4 separate regions of the Sus scrofa genome follow, and all the other regions are linked to region 2. A link is a contact called in public Hi-C and HiChIP or PLAC-seq data. All regions are on one chromosome and are shown on one strand. Each heading gives the region's core, a stretch centred on a gene start, on an enhancer-like site or on the middle of the called end of the contact. The rest is flanking DNA. Distances are from core to core; before and after follow the strand shown.

Region 1 (3,206 bases), core at 506-3,005, 220 kb after region 2:
GCATCTTGATAAAAATATCTTCCTTTTAAATTCCACCAGCTGGGCACTCAATTTCAAACAAAATTCAAGTTTCCCCCCTTCCTGATATTAAAGAACTAAAACCAAAGACTGCACAACATTATTTTCACCTACAAAATTTTTTCTCATCTAAGTATTTTTTCCTCTTTACTCCTCCTCAGTCTTCATGGAATACACACCCAGAGATTTCCACTCTCCCAGCTCTGCTTTTTCATAAAACCATCCTAACAACAACTATGGAAACCATAAAGATTAAGAACATTACAGGCATCCTGCTTTTCTACTCTTTTCCTTCCACGAATATTCCTTAACATTTTTTACTTCACTTTAACACTCTTCCTATCTCTAAAACAGAACACACACCCTGAATAGTTAAGCTTGACCTTACTTAGTCAACCGTCTGCGGACCTTTAGAAATTGAGTCAGTGCTTGTGTCAACTATAAATGATCTTTAAGTAGTAAAACCGTCCCCTCTTGCCTACGGAACATTTTTACATGTATTTGCGTTTAGCCCAAATTAAAGACTTTTCCCAACAAGACTAGTTAATACAACGACTTGATCTTACACAGTCGACACTATCTCATTTTGTTTTTTAAGCCACTTGGCATCAATGTAGCGTATGTTCTGCCAGTTCTGAGCTAATCTCCAGGAAACCCTTTGTATAACGACTGAAGAAACTGAAACAGATCAGAGCTCAAGATTTTTAAGGGCCTAAAGAAGCATATGTTTTTAATCAGCAGTCAATTTATGTTAAAGTAGTTATTTTACCAGTTCGCCTTCTTTTATAATTTACATAAACCGTCTTAAAATAACACTGGTCCACTTCTACTTGAAGATTAGAGGCGGTTCCAAGGCGTTCCAGATGCCTGGACCCCAACCCATTTCCCCGCGTTGGCAAGGTAGGCGCGGGAGTCTAGTGGAAACCGATCTTGATGGGTACGCTGCTAGAAAGGTTTCCTACGGTTTCGACCGGTGCGAGTGTCAACTTCCCGTGCTAAACTGTCCCTCCCTGTTATTATTAAAACAGCTGTCAGCCAGGCTTCGGCGGCCTCTTTGTACCAGCGTTTACTCAACGCTTGGGGATCCTGGAGCAGGCGTCGCACCGAGTTAGCCCAGCCGAGCTCCAGAAGCCCCGGCCCCGCGCGCCCGCCAAGCCGCGCCCGGACACGACCCCGCCGCGCACCCGGCGGCAGGGCCCCGGCCGGCGCGCCCCCCGCCCCGCCCAGCCCCGCCCCCTCCCGCCGCGCACCCTCGCACGCACACGCTCCGCGGCCCCGCCATGTTCCGGGAGCGGCGCGGCGTCCGTCCGCCCGGGCCCCCGCCCCCCCGCCCGAGCAGCTCCCGCCTGCAGCGACTACGGCCCCCGTCCCGCTAGCGTGGGCGGGGCGGCGGGCACGTACCTACCTCGCTCTGCCGAGGGGACGGGAGCGGGCGCGACTGGGGGGCTCCTCCCGGGCGCCGGGGCCGGGGCTCGAAACCGCGCCCCTCCTTCCTCCTCGCCTGTCGCCACGCCCCCCTCGCCCTCACGGACCCAAGGCACGGCCGGCGCAGGAGGGTTTACCCCCTGTACGAGGGCCTCGGCGCGGCCGTCTCTGTCGTGGTCTTCGCTGTCGCCGTAACCGCCACGAACGCCGCCGAGGCCGGGCTCGAAAACATCTCCGGTCTCCGCCGTCCCTCACCACAGCCTGCTCGCTCCCCGCACAGCGCCGCCCGGCGATTGGCCGCGGCACGGGCACGTGACACGGCGGGCACGGGATGGGCGGCGTGACCGCCCCGCCCCCGCCCACCGCCCCTTCCGCTCGCCACCCCCCTCCCCGGGCCCGCCGCTGTGGCGGCGCCGCGAGAAGCTTCCCGAGCCGGGGGCGGGGAGCGGGGCGTACCAAATGGACGCGGGGGTGCGGGCCGGAACCCCGCGCGCCGCTGTCTTCTGCCCCAGAAGGGAGGGACCCCTGCGGGGAGCGGCGCGGGCGGAGGTCGCGCCCAGCGGCGATCATGGCCGTGGCTGTGACTGGCCACTTCTGGAAATGGCGGCGGAGGCAGCGGCGAGGAAGAAGAGGCTCTGTCCACAGAGGGTATTCACACGTTATTTTTGCGGGGCGGGAAGCCGAGTTAGCGAGCAGCGGGCCGGCTGGAGGCGGAGGCGGGTGTCCGGCCAGGCGGGCGTAGTGCGCCTGCGCGCCAGCCGGCCGCACCTGTGGGAGCAGGGACCCCTCGGGCCCCAGCCGCACCCCTCACCTGCTCCAAGCGGGGCCCTGGGCGCGCGTCCTGCAAGCGCGGCAGCGTGCATCTCCTGTGGGGATGGCATAGGCTTTGCAGTACGCCCCTCCCCATCGACACTTTCGGATGACCTTATCAGACGAGTTTAAGTGCATTTATCCTTTCCGAGAGGCCACCCACGGGAACTGCCCGGCTGTAGAAGAGCGCGTGGGGAGAACTCGCCGCCTCGGCACCCTGACTTCCTCGGGAGGTCAACCCGCGACAATTTGTACATGCCCTTATTTAACCACCAAAGGGATTACATAATCGGAGGGAAACCATTTCAGTCTGAGTTTCTTCAGGACGTTTTTTATTTACATCGAGGTTAATCCGCGAGAATTTGCGCATGCCTTTAACGACCAAAAGGGTTGTGTAATTGGAGGGAAACCATCTTCTCCCTATGGTTGTGGCCTTTAAAACTACAGCTGCCTTTGTGACTTAATGAGTGCATTTACAAATTTATGTCATTAAGTCAGCATATGATGTATTTCATACTTGACAGGAGGAAGCTGAATCCAAACATATAACTATATAAAGCACAAACTTGCATTAAAGATCATTATTTTTTCCTTTCCTAGGTTCCTCATTTCTCCCACATTCAGGTTCAGTATGACTAGTAAGAGAGCACCTTGTGGCTAGAAGTGGAACACTGTTACATTTAATTTGGATATTTATGGCTTGAAATACAAAGGAAAGAAACATACAAGTAACCAACTCTTTTCTGACTTCTCTTCAAATCGTTGATTCCTTGTCATAGGAAGTAGGTGGCTGTAACATTCGCTATTTCTACAGAGGTAAACGAGTTTCAGTTCAAAACTGAAAGGTAGCTAATCTTGAATTTGCTGAAATTAACCATAATTTAAGGCAAGTATACACACAACCTTATTACATAAAAAATCACTGAACACATGAAAAACTCAAAAGACAATCG
Region 2 (3,319 bases), core at 94-2,593:
GAAAAGAATTTTCCCCTCGGATCGGTCCCGCGGAAGCCCCGGAGCTCTGCCGCTCCCGCGCTGGCGGTGGAAGACCGCGAGCCCCTCCCCGCCCACCTGGCAGCACTAGAGGCCGGTCACAGTTCCGCTGCGGTTACGTAAAGGGCCGAGTCCCCAAGCTCCATCCCCGCGCTCAGTGGCTGCCTGAGGCAGAGCCCCAAACCCACCCTCCTCCCCTAGACCCAAGAGCCCGGACACACCGCGGAGTCCCGATAGGCCAGCTGAAGAGCGGGAGAGACCGGCAGTGGGGGCGAAACGCGGAGGAACCCGCCGGGTCCAGCCCGCTAGGGCAGCCACGCCCCCGCCCCCGCCGCGCCGGCCAGGAGCCTGGCCCCGCTCCAGGCTGACATACGCCGCGACCCCCGCCCACCCACCGTTCGCCACTGACCTGCGCCCGCGCCGGGTGAGCGCCTGCCCTGCCGCAGCCGCCGCTTCCCGACTCTCACGCCGCCGCCGCCGCCGCCGCAACCACCTCCTTCGCTAAGCCCTGGGCCGGCCTCTGGCACCCCATTCCCACCCCGCCCCAGCCTCCGCCTGTTTACAATGATTGGGACAGAACCGGACGAGCCGGGCCAGCGCGCACGCGCACTCCTTCCCCGCCGCAGCCGGCTTCCCGGGTCCCCAGCTCGGCGCTGAAGGCCGGAGCCGTCGAGGGCCGGCGCCCTATGCCCCCAGCGTGGAGCACGCTGGGAGCGGTAGTCCACGGAAACCCATAGCCGAGGCTGTAGGCAGTCCTCCGCCAGGAAGCGCACTACAACACCCAGGAAGCACCACGCCTGCCCGGTCCCGGCGCCCGCTGGGGAGAGCTGGGAGCGCGCGAGAGGACGCGCCGGGCTCGAGTCCGCTGGCGCCTGCGCAGTTCCTGGTGGTGGCGGGCGACGCGCACCTTGCCCAAGCGAGGTCTGCGAGGATCGCTGGGGCGGTGCTGGCCGCGGACTGGAGGAGGGCAACGTGTTTCTTAGCTGCGGAAGCTCAGACCTTCCCGCCGGCGGGTTTCAGCCGTAACCAGTTAAACCGGCCCGGAGGCCGGCTCGGCCCGCTCTTGGGTGGGGCCTCCCCCCGCCCCGATTGGGCGCAGAGGCTTCGGCTTCCGTGGGGACTTTGGCTGCGGGTTGCGGCACAGGGAGCGCCGTGGCCTCCGCGGAGAAACTTGTGTAGACTCCGTGCCGGGACTGACCTCGGCATCCCTGAAATTAGTGTCCAGAAGGCAAACCCTCGGGTCTTGCGGTGCAACGGGGTCCCAGTTCCCACCGCCTTCTCTGGCTCGGCGTTTCCCGAGGAGCTCCTTAATTAGAACTGCCCATCGCACGGTTAGCTTGCCAACCAAAAGCATTGAATCTAGAAGAAGACCAAAATAACCGTACTTCCTCCAGAACGCCTTCACAAAAGCTGGAAGAATTGTGCTAATGCATGGCTGGAAACCAGGGGCCTTTAACTGTTACTGTTTCATAAAGTGTGGCGGTTTATTAGAGGAATGATAAAACCGGAATAGATGGCGCTTCCCGATCCTCACATTCCCACCTGCGATGCTCCTCTGAACTTCATTCCATGTTTAGATTGACCTCTCTAATCCATCTTGCCTTGCTCTTTACTCAAGGCTAACAGTAGGTCTCCCTCGTACTTTACATTTCCTTCTCAATAAAGTGCAGCCACCTTGTCTGACCTTCAAGAAGAGCCCACAATTAAAATACCAAGTTGGGAGTTCCCGTCGTGGCGCAGTGGTTAACAAATCCGACTAGGAACCATAAGGTTGCGGGTTCGGTCCCTGCCCTTGCTCAGTGGGTTAACGATCCGACGTTGCCGTGAGCTGCTGAGCTGCAGACGCGGCTGGGATTCCGGTTCCTGTGGCTCTGGTGTAGGCCGGTGGCTACAGCTCTGATTGGACCCCTAGCCTGGGAATCTCCATATGCCAGCAGGAGCGGCCCAAGAAATAGCAAAAAGACAAAAATAAATAAATAAATAAAATAAAAGCTTCTGTTTAAGTCTGGAGATACATGAATCTCCAGGACCCATGAAAACTTTTATCTGAAAAAGGAAAAATAAAAATAAAAATAAAATACCAAGTTGGTCTGTGCTTGCCATTGTTTTGACAGCTTTAAAATTTTCTTATTGCCTCACTGGCAACAGCACAGTGTCCTCACCACTGGGATCGATCGGCACGTTAACCAAGCCAGTTAGAATACTCTGCCTTTGGCAGCACCGACTGGGCCAAGGGATAGGACTGATCCAAGTTGGGCATTATTGACCCCTTGCTGGAAATTGTTATATGAACACAAAAAAGGGAGGGAAGATTGCATCTTACTGTAGCAACAGCTGACCGCCACCTTCTTCACAACAAAAAGAGGCCTTTGTGCAGCAGCAATGAATGAAGCCAAAAGGAGACTTGGAGTGCTAGTGGAGGAGGGAGGAAACAAACAGCTGACCGCATGGAGACTGTGTTTCAGTTTCAGAGGGCATGGCTAGCATACCTCTTTCTAAAGTGCTTTGAGTATGTGAACCTAGCCGAGAGAGCCAATGCAGCTATTTATTTATTATTATTTAGGGCTAATTTGTGTGGTTATGGAACATATTTGTTGGTTGCCTCCTGCAATTTATTCCTCCCATTTAAGCCACACAGCATAATTCTTCCTTTTGGTGGTGGAGGCTTTCAGAGATGGTCACCTAACTCAGTCAGAGCCGACGAGATCCACTGAGACTTGGGTTGGAGCTTCTAGTAAACTGCAGCATTCTTGCTCTTCTGGTATGGTGAAAGTTTATGCGGTCTGCAACTGTGGCAGCTGTTTTGCTCCTAAAGAGGAAAGCCTGGAGGGATAGGGTTTATTGGAGAGGCACCAGTACAGCCTGATGATGAAGTCAGTACTGTCAAACGTGCGCTGGGAGACCCTTGTGTTGCTGCACATTAGAGCTGCACTATCCCATCTCACCTGTTTGACCTGTCCTGTAGATGATCCTATAGACGTTAGAATTGTGAGCCATAAATTTCCTGTGTTGGAGTTCCCGTTGTGGCTCAGCAGTTAAGAATCCAGTTAGCATCTGTGAGAATATGGGTACGATCCCTGGCTTTGCTCAGTGGGTTAAGGATCCAGCATTGCCATGAGCTGTAGTATAGGTCAAAGATGCAGCCTGCATCACAGCATCTGTGGCTGTGGAGTAGACTGGCACCTGCAGCTCTGATTCACTCCCTAGCCTGGGAGCTTCCATTCCAGCCCTAAAAAGCAACAACAACAACAACAAAAGTTCCTGTATTATTTAAACCAGTTTGTATTGGGAGATTTTCTGT
Region 3 (3,298 bases), core at 106-2,605, 210 kb before region 2:
GAGTTCTAGCAAAGGCCAGTGAGGGGAGACAGCCAAGAGCAGTGTCCTGCCCCAGGTTCCAGAAGAGCCTAGAGGGTATCCAGACAGCCCCAGGGCCTGGGACAATTCCATCCTAACCTAGAACCATTTCTTCTTTATCTGCTTCTGGACGTCTTCCTTGACAGACCAGTGAGCACCGCTTTGAGAAAAACAGAACGGGTCCAACCTTTGCTGCTTTTTTTGGAAATGGTTTACTTGAGAGACCAGATTTGCCAAGGGCTGAACACTAGGCATCAATGCCAAAAACTGCTGAAAACAGGGCTTAAAACCAGCTCCTTCCAAAGAAGTAATCCTGTAATTTGATGTGGGCACCCAAAAGGAAGTGCCCCTCAACACCATCTGAATCCCCCAAGGGGCTGCCCTGTGCCATCTGACAGCTCCTCATCCCTTGGGTGTTTGTTTCTGTCTTTGTTTCTGGCTTCCTCCACGTTTCTTCAGGCTCAGAGTGACCCACTTTGGGAGGGACGTGGGGTCAGAGGAGGACTTTCTCATCCTGCCTTTACCCTTAGCTCGAAAGTTTTCTAGGCGCGCGTTTTCTATGGTACGTTCTCTCTTCACCTTCCCGCCACCGGGTCATCCCCTCGCGTTTTCTCACCCTGAGCTGAGCTTTCAAAAAAAAAAAAAAAAAAAAAAAAAAGTAAATAAACCAATTGCCCACGGGACGCAAAAGGACTCGGCACCTTAGCTAACTTAAAGTTTCCGCAGGAAGGAAATTATTAAAGGCGAAGGAGAAAGCTCCCGGAGGCGGGGGCCGCGGCTCCAGTCCGGCGGAGGGGTCCCGGGCTCCCGGCCCAGCCCGAGATTGGCGAGGCCCGAGCGGCCCCCGGAGCGCGGGCCAGCGGCGGTGGACCGAATAGAGAAAGCTCCCGAGTAGGCTCGGACCCTAATCCAGCAGAGCCGGGACTGGGAGCGGGCCCCGGGAAAGAGGGGCGCGCGGACCAGGGGGTGCCTGCGACACTGGGGGCGCACGGACCAGGGAGCGCAGGGGAAGGTGGGGACAAAGGGGGAGCAGGAGACAAGGGGGAGCAGGGACCAGCAGGGCGCGGAGACGACGGGGCGCGGGGAGGAGGGGGACGCACGGACCAGGGTCCCCAGCGGCGGCGGCGTAGGACTCACCCCGAGGAGACACACTTTGAGCTCCCGGATGGCCATCATGAGCTCTGGGCCGGGCCGGGCAGGAGCTCAGCATCGTCCGGGGCCGCGCCGCGCCCCGCCAGCCGGCGTCCTCCGGTCCCCGCCTTCCCCCCTGCGCAGCCCGCGGGCGGATCCGCCGCTGCTATTTCTGGGCTGCCGGGCGCGCCGCGGTGGGTCACGTGGCCGCCGCCGGCTCCTCCCGGGGCTGCGAGGCTAACCTCGCCGGCTGGCTCCCAGGAACGCCCCCGACGGCGTCAGCCCCTAGGGCCGCCTCCGGGACGGGGCCTCCTCCCCTCAACCAGCCCGGCCTCGGAGCCCGCTCTGCAGAGCCTATGGGGCCGAAGGAGGACCCGTCAGTTCCCCTGGGGACTGGCCCCCACGACTGGCGGCGTCACCGGAGATGCTGTGCGCCGTGGTCATCTACAGGGAGCACTTGGAAGGCTGTGTGCACCCCCGTCATTAGATGGCACTTGACAGAAGTTGTGAGGATGGGAAGGAGGATCTGAGGGTCTGACCCTGCAGCCCATCCCCTAATACTATGAGGGTGGGCAGGCTTCAGTTCACCCCCATACAGCTCGTCACTCTCAGCCCAGAGCTCGGTCTCCTATATGTAATGGAAAATGGGTCTAGAAGCGATGGCCTTGTGTCTCCCTCCAAAACAGGCGTGTCGGCATCTGAAAAGGGAAACATTCTAGTGAGGAAGCTGCCTTGCCCAGGGCAGAAAATGCTACAACTTGTCTGGACAGACGCCTGGCCCTCAGAATACCAGCTAGAAATAGGTAGCTGGCGGCCAGCGTTCTGCATCCTTCCTTGACTGGGAAACAAAGAGGCTCAGGCTTGAGACTGTCAAGAGGCCTCTGGGAACTGCCCTCTCTTCTCCACAGTGGGGCAGGCACCTCATCCACCCAGGCCACCTCTTGTGTTGCTGCCATGGAAACGTCAGCTTTTTGGACATATGTACCTGAGTTATGCCTGGCATTTCAGTTTGGAAAGAACGTTGTTCTTTAAACTTCATCCCCTGACTGAACTCTCAGGGCTCTGTCCTAACGTGCCAATTTTGATCAAAGACATTTCTGTCCCCCCAGCAGACTACCCACCTTGGTTTTTCTGGCTTTATTCCTCCTGAAGCCATGCTGAAGCTCCCCGGCACCCAGGTAGCCCCACACAATGGGTACCTCCTAAAAGGCTGGGGTCAAAATGCCGGGCCCCCCTCCTCCTCAAAAAACAAACAAACAAACAAACAAAAAAACCTGGAAAATGGCCATTAATCTCCCAGGGCAGTGGGGGCTTCTCCTGGCTTGAGCGGGCTGCGGAGGATTACACAAATTTGGACTAAATTGTTCAAAACGTAGCTGGACGGACATGCATGCAGGTCCTGTGCAACATGGAGATGCTTGTATTGGTACCTGTCTTTTATTTAGTATCAACAGCAAGGCTGGTCTTCTGTGTGGGAAGGAGGAAAAGAGGCCTCTCCAGAATCTCCCAGCCTGGTCACAGGACCTCACTGTCCCCAGGTCTGCTAAGCAGGGTTACACCCACACAGCTGCAGAGATACGTGGTGGTAAAGCAGCCCTGGCAAGGCCTCCAGTAGCCTTCCTGAGCACCTTGCCGTCCTGGACGGAACAGCATAAGTTCAGAGAAGTGCTTCCCTTTGGCCTTTCTTCTCACTTCCCAAAAGTCAGTCAAACTAGTTCTCACTTCCCAAAAGTTGGCCAAGCCAGAGTGGGAGGATTTTCCATTAAAACTGAGGTAGGTTCCTGAGGGCAGGATCACCTCCAGACAAAAGGGAGCTGGCAGAATTTCGCATCTTTTCCCTACCCTCTTCACTACTCTTCCCTCTCCTCTCTTCTCCACTAGCCTCGGTGAATCCAATGCTCACTCTCTGGTATCTGGGCTCTCCCCAGACAGACGCTTATGCAGGCCTCCTCCCCACCTCCACCCCCCAAGAATCACTGGTCTGTTTATTCTCCCCACACCCACCCCATTAAAATCACCCCACTTAGGTCTCATTCTGCAGGCCCAGCACTTACAAAGCGCCAGCCCTGGTGTGTCAAGTGGACCACCTCTGTAGGTTTATACCCCCTCATCAGCCAGGTCACTCTTGGGGACTTAAAAGCCTGGTCTC
Region 4 (3,091 bases), core at 135-2,634, 140 kb before region 2:
CTGCCTTTACTGGGTAGACCATCCAGATAGTTTCCTTATTTTTGTGTGTCCAGGAGCTGAAGCATAGTTGGCGACCTGGATCTTGTGTTGTTGCAAGGAGATCACCGCTTCGTGTAAAGAGCCAAATCCTGTGCCTGCCCCCCTCCACCCGGAATTGTTAAAGTGGTAGGTGTCATTGGGCAAAATGCTTACAGGCTGAGTCAATTGATAGCCTGTGAATTTCTAACTCCTTGTCATTTTGAGAATTAGTGTCACCTGAATTCAGGGAAGGGCCTTCTCTCAGGGAAGAAATGGGTCGTGACAGTTTGGCTCTTAGTTTTAATTACTCTGTATTTGAGAAAATAAGACACACAACTAGACTCGTAGGTGCTATTCCAGTTATTATTACTCCCAGAAACTTAACATATACTATGCAACATGCATTCCATCTTGTAGCATCTGCGAGGCAAGTTTTTGGAACAGCTAGTAGAATCCACTTTATTACACAGAATCATGAATTTCAGAGGGTCTTTAACGGCATTAAATGTAATAGTGCCCTTGGTTAAGGCCACAGTGCAGACCATTTGGAATTCTCTCTGCTCCCCAGGAGTCCAGACCCCCAACGTGGCATCACTTTAAACTGGCCTGTTCCGAAAACTGTAAGGATGCCTCATTGTTTTGTTCCCCACTCAGGAGCTGAGCCTTTCCGAGGCCTCGAGTGGAAGAGGTCGTACTCGTCATTTAACTCATGTAAAAACAAGGGAAAATAAAACCTGTGATACAGGTTTCACTCCAGCACCTCATATACCACCAAAATTGTTTCAACACTTTCAGGATAAAAGCTACAGCTAGAAAGAAGCCTTTCCTCCTGCACCGGCGGAGGTCAGGGACCCTACGCTCGGACCCAGCTGTCCCTCATTCATCCTAGTAACCCCAGGTCGGGGATCGCCCTTACTTCCGCCCCGCGCGCGCCCGCCGCCCAGGGGGCGGAACCGGCCTGAGCCCAGCCGCCCCGCCGCGCCTGGCCCTCGGCGGCTTTGTTCGCGCTTCCCGGCTCCGAAGTGCCCCGGTCTCGGCCGGAGCAGAGGCCGCGCGCGCAGCCGCCAGGGCGGGGTGTGTGTGTGTGTGTGTCTGTGTGTGTATAGAGTGGCGGCCGGGCTGAGCCCCGCCGACCGAACTGGCGGCGCCGTGACCCAACAAAGCGTGCGGCGCGAGGCCCCGCCCGCCCCGGTCGCCCGGCCCAGCACTCGGCGCGGGCCCCCGGCGGCGGCAACGACGCCCGACCGCACGCGGTACCGCGGCGGGCCGAGCCGAGAGCGCGCCGGCGGGGCGGCCGGGAGCGAGCCAGGCGGGAGGCGGGCCGGCGCGCGGGCAGGGGCGGCCGGGTCCGCCCGCCGCGCTCGGCCCGCCCCGCGCGCCCCCGCGGCACCGCCTCCCGCGCGCGTCCACCGGCCGCCGCGCGCGCCGCGCTGTAGCCCCGGTCCCCGGGCGACGGCGGAGGAGGGGGCGCCGCAAGATGGCGGGTACGGGCCCCGCGGCGGGGCGGCGGGCGGGGGGCGCGGGCCGGGGGCGGCGGGCGGCGGGCTGACGGCTTTCTTCTTTCCCTCGGCGCAGACCTGTCGCTGCTCCAGGAGGACCTGCAGGAGGACGCGGACGGATGTGAGTGCGCGCCGGCCTCGGGGCGGGGGGCTGGCGGGCGGTGGGGTCCAGAGGCCGATCCCGGCGCGGCGGCGGCTGTGGGGACGCCCGGCCCCCGGCCCTCGGTCCCCGGCCCGGCTCGGAGGGGGCGGCTCGGCGGCCGGGCGGGAGCACCGGCGGGCGGAAGCCGGGGCAGGCGGGCGCCCGGGAGCCTCCGCGGCCCCTCCCGGGCCAGAGGGCTGGGACCGTGGACAGGGTCTGGGCGCCTCCCGCGCGGAGCGGCACCGCACGCCGGAGACCCGCAGTCTCCCGGCGCCGGGGTCCGGGGGCCGGGAAGGTGGAAGGTGTGGCCTGGCGGGAGGGGCCGCTTTCCCCGCCGCGTTCCTAGGGTGCGCGGTTCGCACGGCGCCAGGCCTTCTTGAACACTCAGATGTCTGCTTTCTTGGAGATGCTCAAGTTTTCACAGTCGATTCTTTGGCTGAAAGGAAAACAAAACAAAGTTTGACATTTCCAGAGTAGCGTCAGAAAGGACTTGTTCATTTCGTGTGTGCTCTTCTGAGAACACAGAATAATTTGGAAATTGTCCTTGAGTTGCAGAGATAACCGCGGTAGAATTTGTGGTGTGTTCGGGCAGAGCTGAGATTTACTGTGGCTACTGTCGATGTAAGTAATACAGAGGTGGCTGCACTTTGAAATAGCTCTTTTAAATGCCGTGTAGTTAATCTTTTTTTGCATTGTGTAATGTGTCCCTTGCCACAAATAAGCTCAATTTTTAAAGACTGGGTGTTTTGAGTGAAGTGAGGGCGATTTACTCTTTAGAAGGATTCCTTAAAAAGAGTATTTTTTTTTAAGTGAGTGAACCATATGTAAACTTATTTTTGGCAAAATATAAGTTTACTTTTTTTTTTTTAAGTAACGAGCTCTTTTAAGGGAGCAGCGCTCAGGTAGTTAAAGACAACTTTTACATTTCCTGTGATGTTTTACCCTAGGACACTTGTCTCCCTCCTAGTGACCTTAAAATGTTAAGGTAGCTATTGGTTTTTTGCACAGTTAGGCTTGAAGACGTGGCTCTGATGAGGCAGGGGCGTCTCATGCTTATATTCAGGTTCAAGGTTTTGTAAATAGAAAACACATTCCTTCAGCAGGTGTTAAGGGCTGTCACTCATTTCTTACCACTTAGGTGCCATGCATTCGTCAAGGTTAAAAAGTGAGCTGTCCTGTTAGTTGTGCCCTTGACCCTTAGGGAACGCAACCTAGAAGAGAAGCCATACCTGTGAAGAACTCAACCATGATTTATTCATGACCCTCCAGAGTTCTGCTTGGTACTGAGGATCTACCAGTGGGCAGGATGGTCACAATCCATGCCCTCTAGTGGTTTACACGCAGTTTTAATACAAGTGTGATAATGAGGGTGTGGGGGCATGCTCGCACAGTAGTTGTTAGACGGCTCAGAGGCCAGACTGCTTTCCTCCAG

The links. Hi-C and Micro-C count contacts between places; a contact is called where the count stands out from the background. HiChIP or PLAC-seq counts read pairs in DNA pulled down with a chosen protein or histone mark.
Region 1: a Hi-C map of liver shows a contact between it and region 2, with 8 times the contacts expected there. The contact joins the promoter of ANKRD12 here to the promoter of RALBP1 in region 2. A contact is called at or near these places in 2 of 5 promoter capture datasets (fetal liver and liver), 3 of 47 Hi-C or Micro-C datasets (embryonic fibroblasts, heart right ventricle and liver) and 2 of 2 datasets of contacts at active chromatin or transcription factors (alveolar macrophages and skeletal muscle).
Region 3: an H3K27ac HiChIP or PLAC-seq map of alveolar macrophages shows a contact between it and region 2. The contact joins the promoter of RAB31 here to the promoter of RALBP1 in region 2. A contact is called at or near these places in 1 of 47 Hi-C or Micro-C datasets (fibroblasts) and 1 of 2 datasets of contacts at active chromatin or transcription factors (alveolar macrophages).
Region 4: a contact with region 2 is called in an H3K27ac HiChIP or PLAC-seq map of skeletal muscle. The contact joins the promoter of PPP4R1 here to the promoter of RALBP1 in region 2. A contact is called at or near these places in 1 of 5 promoter capture datasets (liver), 2 of 47 Hi-C or Micro-C datasets (heart right ventricle and liver) and 2 of 2 datasets of contacts at active chromatin or transcription factors (alveolar macrophages and skeletal muscle).

Annotation. Positions count from the first base shown.
Region 1 is chr6:98,812,972-98,816,177 of Sscrofa11.1, forward strand. It overlaps ANKRD12 (ankyrin repeat domain-containing protein 12), which reads right to left and starts at 1,756. Exons shown (of 12, transcript XM_021096065.1): 1 at 1,424-1,756.
Region 2 is chr6:98,597,602-98,600,920 of Sscrofa11.1, forward strand. It overlaps RALBP1 (ralA-binding protein 1), which reads right to left and starts at 1,344. Exons shown (of 11, transcript XM_003127830.6): 1 at 428-1,344.
Region 3 is chr6:98,384,502-98,387,799 of Sscrofa11.1, forward strand. It overlaps RAB31 (ras-related protein Rab-31), which reads right to left and starts at 1,356. Exons shown (of 7, transcript XM_021096057.1): 1 at 1,156-1,356. The coding sequence starts at 1,194.
Region 4 is chr6:98,461,449-98,464,539 of Sscrofa11.1, forward strand. It overlaps PPP4R1 (serine/threonine-protein phosphatase 4 regulatory subunit 1), which reads left to right and starts at 1,385. Exons shown (of 20, transcript XM_021096060.1): 1 at 1,385-1,502; 2 at 1,594-1,638. The coding sequence starts at 1,496.